Regions from separate parts of the Anas platyrhynchos genome. Here region 1 is linked to region 2. A link is a contact called in public Hi-C data. All regions are on one chromosome and are shown on one strand. The core of a region is the stretch at or near the end of the contact, and the rest is flanking DNA. Distances in the headings are between cores, read along the strand shown. Region 1 overlaps PPA2 (inorganic pyrophosphatase 2). Region 2 overlaps ARHGEF38 (Rho guanine nucleotide exchange factor 38).

Region 1 (3,286 bases), core at 37-2,536, 49 kb after region 2:
ATGATGTCAGGAAGCACAAGCCGGGTTACCTTGAGGCTACGATCGAGTGGTTCCGGTTATATAAAGTTCCTGATGGTAAACCAGAAAATGGGTTTGCATTCAATGGAGAATTTAAAGGCAAGGTGAAGATAATTCAAAATTAAAGACGTGTCTTTCTGTCCTATGGCCTCTTTGATACATTGTAGGGTTCTTGGATCTGGAAAGGAGGAGAACCTTGAACAAAAAGAATTTTTAAATGAAGCATCTTTTAATACAACGTGTTCGGATAGGAATAAATGATGTGTGCTATCTTTCACTTTATCAGGGAAAATACATATGGTATTAAAGTCAGTAAAAAACAAACAAACATGCAGCCCCAGTCCTGACAAGACTTCCATGTGCATCTGTAGGTTTGTAGTGCTTGTCACAGCATTTTCATTCTTCCTGTCAGAGGAATGAACAGATAGTCTTTTCAGATACTTTTTTTGAGTCTTGATTGATAAATTTTCTGGACGTTTTTCAAGGCTATGCAGTTCAAGATAGACAATAGGCTGCAGATCTTTTCATACTTGGTATTTGTTCAAGGTATAGTTTTTCCTGGTAATTCTGTTTAAGACCGCTTGAGCTGCTTTTGGCTTGAAGGCTAAAACATATTTTAACCTTTTTTTTTTTAGAAAAAATGAATGGCTTTTTAAACATCCTACAGGAAAAATGGCCAGTGTTTGAAAGTGGGCCTGGGGATAGACCTTGCTGAGGAAAATGTCAGGATTTTTCCAGAGGAAATTGTGTGTGATCCGTGTCAAAATGCTTTGCAAATCATGTATTGTACACTGTAGGCTTTTTTTTTTTTTTTGGCGAAGAATCACAGGTTCCTAATGAATGATGTTCATGTGTCAGCTAGTTCAGCTTGCAGCGTGCTATCAAAGTTGTAAAATGCCTTCTAACCAGCACAGACAACTTTGCATGTTTTGTCTGGTTAAAGAGATGCCCCGACTCCCCTCTGCACTAAAGCTGTCTTTTAAATCAATCAAACACAAAGCTCTAAGGATGGCTAACCTGATCTCTCCCTTGTTCTCCCAGGAACTACTCTTTCAAATTTTCCTGCTCTGTAATTCTGCTGTAGTGACAGCTTTAACAGGGTATATCCCATTCAGGCTTGAGGCGCTAAATGCCCCGACATAGCTGGTTGGGAGCACTTGAATAATTCCCAAGTGTTTCTGGAGACCCAGGATGTGGTGAGGCGGCTGTGGCTGTGCTCCAGCAGCTCTGGTGAAGTTCACAATGTTCCAGGGGCACTTTGCCAAGTCACTCCTTGTTAGGAAATGTGAGTGTTCTGCTGGCAGCTTTTTGCAAGGCAGTCTAGATATCATCATCTGGACACTGAGGGCTCTTTTTTATTTTTATTTTTTCAAGCTTTTTTGTTGTTGTCCCCCCATTACTTTTGTTTTTAAGGAAGCAAAAGCTATTAAGCAGCTGACATGTTATGTTGTTGTGAATGCTTAAGTATATGATTGGGCAACTAATGAAGTAAATGCAGATTTTGCCACTAGAGGGGAAACCTTAACTCTGACCCTGATGTGCACATGTAACAGAAGAGCACAGCTCACACACTTTGTCCCATTTCAGACGTGGTACAGTTTTCTACAGCTGTAGGTGTCTGTTTAGCGTCGAGTGCTGGCTTCATTTTTTCATGCAGGCTTCCTGTTTTCTGGCTGCACACTGAGGAAAAGTCCTGAATGTGTTGCCAGTGTGTTTGACAGATAGTGAAGTTCGTTTCTTTTCATAAAAAAAAAAAAGTGTTAGATTTTCCAGAAATTTAATGAGGCCTCGAAGGAGGCACCTTAAAGTAACACATGAAACAGCATGTGTTAATAAACTAGGTCTGTCTTTTTTTCTGTTTAATAACCTTTTAAATCATATTTTTTTTCCTTGATGTAAACTAGGATTTTGCTGTTGAAATTATTAAATCCACTCATGAATACTGGAAAGCTTTGCTTCATAAAAAAGCTGATGGAGGCACCATTAAATGGTGAGTATCCAGGCACATCTTTCCTCTTTGTATTGTGCTAGACTGTTGGTATTCAACACGTGGCAGCTGTGCATGAGCTGCTTTGGTTTTACTTTGAGGTAACAGGAATACTCATGTGTTTAATTGATAATTAATTAATAATTGAGTGTCACTGAGTAATTATACCTTGTATGATGATGATATACTGGTAAGCAGTTCAGAAAATATATTGGTTATATAAAAGTGACACCGATTACTTAAACTTCCTAGTAATGGCCCCAGACTTAAACTTCCTAGTAATGGCCCCAGAATGTTTGGTACTATTTGGGGGGTATCTCAGAATCCAGTGCAAACCTTGTCACTGTGATTTAATTGTTTTCGGGAATGCCACATCGGTGCTCATTACGAGCTTTTGGCCTCATCTACATGAAAGTGGGCTTCATGAAGGGGCTTGCATCAGCATTTCTGGCATCAGAGGCCCTGAAGAGTGGGCAGGAATCTGCATGGTGCTTTCCAAGGGATGTGGATCGCCATCGGCTAAACCAGAGGGCGAAGGCTGTGGGGAAGGCTGTGTTCAGATAGTCACTTTCCTCTTCTACCATGCTGGAAAAATGTGACTTGCAAGTGTTTGAACACCTGAACAGTTGCAGAGGTTGGAAGTTCTGCTGCAGCACTGCAAGAACACTGCAGAATAGTACTCAAACTTGGGTCCTGATTGTTTCAGGGGTACTTGGAGCTTTATGTTGATGCAATTTAAAAATAATTAAAAACTTCCTTTGAGAAACTGAACTTCGTGCCATTTATTGTGTAGAACCCTAAAAGCTCATGACCAAACTCACTTTTGGTGTGAAAGGATACATAGCCATAGTCTGTAGGGAAACTTACCTGTGAAGTATTTAGTCCTGGAGTTCCCTCTGTGGGTTTGTTTTTTTTTTTTTAGCTTGTTTGTTTATTTTTCTTGCTAAATGCTGCAGGCGGGTTACTGTAACACAAGTTACAGGCTTGCTGTAGAATCTAGCCATCCTTTAAAGCACAAGAGACAAGGGGATATTCATGCCATCCCTGCTAGCCATCTAGGTGGTGTGCAACTCCTACAAATGTTAATTTCGCTGTTGACTTTTTGAGGGGATTTAGTTTATTAACTGTGGTCCTCTGAACTGTACCCAAGTGAGCTGCCAGAAGTAACTGTGAGTACTGCTTACATTAGCATAGAATTTATAGCCTAAAATCCACCCCAAACCCAAAGAAACAAAGAACAGCACTCCAAACACTCATTCCCTTCCAGCATTACTTGTTACT
Region 2 (3,131 bases), core at 303-2,802:
GTTAATTGGGAGCTCTCCGTTCATTCACAGCGAGCACAAAGCTGTCAGGCATCCTGCATGTTTCATCCTGACCGGAGTGGGCTGTTTCATAATACATTGCATTGAACTGCTCTGTCGTAAAGTGAAAAATGATTCAGTTACCACAGTAACACAGCTCTGGGTTTTTTCCCCTAGCAGTGAAGGTTAACTGGGCTGTCTAATGCATGTTGGTTTCAAGGTGCGAACAAGGGAACAACAATGACTGAGTTAAGACCACAGAAGTTCATTTTAGTTACTGTAAGGCCACCGTCAGAAAAGCAGCAGCATCCTCTACTTGGATCTTCTTCAGGTGCTGTCATCCCTATTTTCTCTGTCTCGTGTTAAATGCTGATGCTGATGGCTGGCAAGACACGTTGCCTCCTGACATTCCCGTGAACTCTCCACACCGGCCTTTACTAGCTGGCAGTGTGAGGGGAAACCTTAACAAGCTCTCTCCTGATTCTGCACCCTCGGTGCCTGCTTTACAGAGATGCTGAGCTCTCACACTTTTCACTAACTTTAAGCAGAGCTCCAAGTGCTTAGCACAGCCTGTAATAATGCTAAGCTCTCAAGAGAGGTCATGTTTTCTGTAGCAAAAATGCAAACTAGAGACTTACAGTTCCCTTCAGCATATATTAGAGCCTGGAAATGATCATTCTGTCTTCCAAAACAGAAATGACCAAGATCTGTTCATTGACGTACTGCGCCATAATGACAGGTATTTTCGTTGATGCTAAATGATGAGAAAAAAAATGATGTGCTGATTTCATGGATGGGATCTTTTAAAAGCAGCTAAGGTTCCTAAGCTTAAAGCTCTTCTTGGTTTTGAGTTGTATGGATTGAATCAGTTGATCTTTGAGCGTATCACTGTAGAAGCTTGATTTAGGGGCCAGAAATACATATTTGGGCACAGGTTTGAAAATACTGAGTCTTTTGTGCACTCTGACAGATCCAAATCTGTCATCAAAAGACATAAATATAAGCAACTGCATTGTTTTAGTTCCAAACCAGGGAAACAGCAGTTCTCTTCAACCTCACTGTGACTGGGTTGCCTTCCAAAGGAAGATGTTTTGATGGAGGATCTTTAAATACCATAAACATGATAGAACATAATGGGTGTGCTAAAGAGATTCTCATCCTGTTTTTTCCACAGACTGGCTTTAACAACTTTTACACTGATTATGAGGATCCTCAAGACACAATTATCATCTGTTCTGCTTCTAAAGGATGGCAAACTTACTGACTTATTGCTTATAGTGATGCAATTACCCTCCCTGCTTTTCTCTCAGCCTTTGCAAGAAGTGCTTTCACCTTACATTCCATCTTTTTCCCTGCCATAATTAAGTCAACCCTCTGATCCAAAATCCCATATATTTTCACGTTTCTTTGTCTGATTCTGGAGAAGTACACCCTAAGAGATGGATGAAATTGTTTGTCTTTACTTCTGGATATGGCAGAGAACTAAACGGATGATTCTCCTTGCTGTGAGAAAGCCACTTCCTGCTAGAATAGAACATTGCTTATTAAGGCTATGACTCATCATGATGCACTTTTATTGAAATCCTGCCAAACAACACAGTCTCATCAAACTACGTTAAGCTGTTGCCTTGGCAAACCAGATTGAGACATACTAGGATTAATACTTTTCCCAAGCCTCGTATGCTTTAATACCACGTTTCCCAGTCAAATGTCAACCAATAAGTTTTTACCCCATTAGTTCATAGAATCATAGAATCATAGAATATCCTGAGTTGGAAGGGACCCTTAAGTTGTGAGAAGATGGGTTCTTTCTGTAACACATTACCTGTGGTGTGTGGTCAGTTTAGGGAAAAGAGAACCTCTGAATCATAGCTGAAAGTTTTTTTAAGCTAAACTGGCTGACTTTGCACTGAAACTAATTAAGATTTCTCACCTGATCCCGTAAGCTGGATCACCTACTGCCTCTGCACTGAATAAGCAGTTACAGAAGAGCTGATGAATGGAAACTTCTTGTTTTTTTCCAGCTGTGCCAGAAGGTCAAGTGAATAGATCATAGCCATAACAGTCGTGACCTGAGCTGCAGGACACATGATTGCTGTGATATATCCAAGGACAATCCATTTGCTAAAAATACCTATGATCCCTACAAGCATTCCTAAACAGATTCCCACAAGCTCTGTATCAATTACAGCTTTCTTTCTTTCACTGACCATGTCCCTGTTAATTGCACTTAATCACCTCTTACGTGAATTATATTGCCAGTAAATATGCTTACAATGTATGGGTTTTTTTATGTATTTATTATTCCAATCAATTTTAATGCTTTTCTCAAGTGGTACCAGTATGAGCATGCAATATAAGAGTTGGTCTGAGCATGAGCAGTTAGGTAGGTAACACTAAACTAGATGAAAATTAAGTTATCAATATATAGCATAACTCAGTGTTGTGGTATTTACTCATTCTAAACTCACTCTCTCCAGCCTTTCTTCCCGTCAACATCTGGAAGGATGGAATGAGGGCACCATGACCAGGCCTGTTACGAGCCCAGCAGAGCCACTGGACAGGCTTCACATTTCCTTTTGCCTGCATTACCGTGGACAGCTTGTAGCAAGTTAGCCTCTGGGAGCAGTACTAGTTAGGTCTGATGAGGGTAGAGGACAGGAGAGTGTTATGTTTATTCTTTCACGTGGCTTTGTAGAACTCAAGAGGACAGTAAACATACCGATTACTTGCATGGGTGGTTCCACATCTGTCGTGGCTTCTTCCAACAGTGACAGCAGTTTGGCTGATATTTGATGGACCGATTCAATGTTGCTAAACAAGCCATCCACGTCAAAGTGAACAATCTAATGGAATACAAATATTAAGCAGCTACTAAGGAAGGATAAAGAAGGACATTGTATTTTACAGACCTTCTCTTGCTAAGCCCTGTGTGTTCAACACTCCAGGAAGCATCGCTTCTGTAAAACCTCATATAAACATCCTCCTTGTGACTTCAAGGATACATATACAGTTTTCAGATTAGTATAAATGGGTTGACGCAGTTAACAAAGGGCATTTTATCAAGTATTTTTAACCTTATTTTGAACTATTCGTTCCTAATCTGAAAGTGTTTACCTAGGAAGGAAATAAAC

Evidence for each region. A called contact is a pair of places that touch in the nucleus more often than the background predicts.
Region 1: a contact with region 2 is called in a Hi-C map of liver, with 1.6 times the contacts expected there. The contact joins two enhancer-like sites.

The regions. Positions count from the first base shown.
Region 1 is chr4:9,160,990-9,164,275 of IASCAAS_PekinDuck_T2T, forward strand. PPA2 (inorganic pyrophosphatase 2) reads left to right here. Exons shown (of 12, transcript XM_072036944.1): 8 at 1-122; 9 at 1,923-2,008. Among named protein-coding and RNA genes, the nearest start is that of PPA2, 28 kb to the left of the region's middle. Within about 2 kb of position 1,287, at least 4 of the 8 cell types and tissues checked have an H3K27ac peak or open chromatin away from gene starts, as enhancers often do.
Region 2 is chr4:9,112,024-9,115,154 of IASCAAS_PekinDuck_T2T, forward strand. ARHGEF38 (Rho guanine nucleotide exchange factor 38) reads right to left here. Exons shown (of 14, transcript XM_005027895.6): 3 at 2,720-2,843. Among named protein-coding and RNA genes, the nearest start is that of ARHGEF38, 15 kb to the right of the region's middle. Within about 2 kb of position 1,553, at least 3 of the 8 cell types and tissues checked have an H3K27ac peak or open chromatin away from gene starts, as enhancers often do.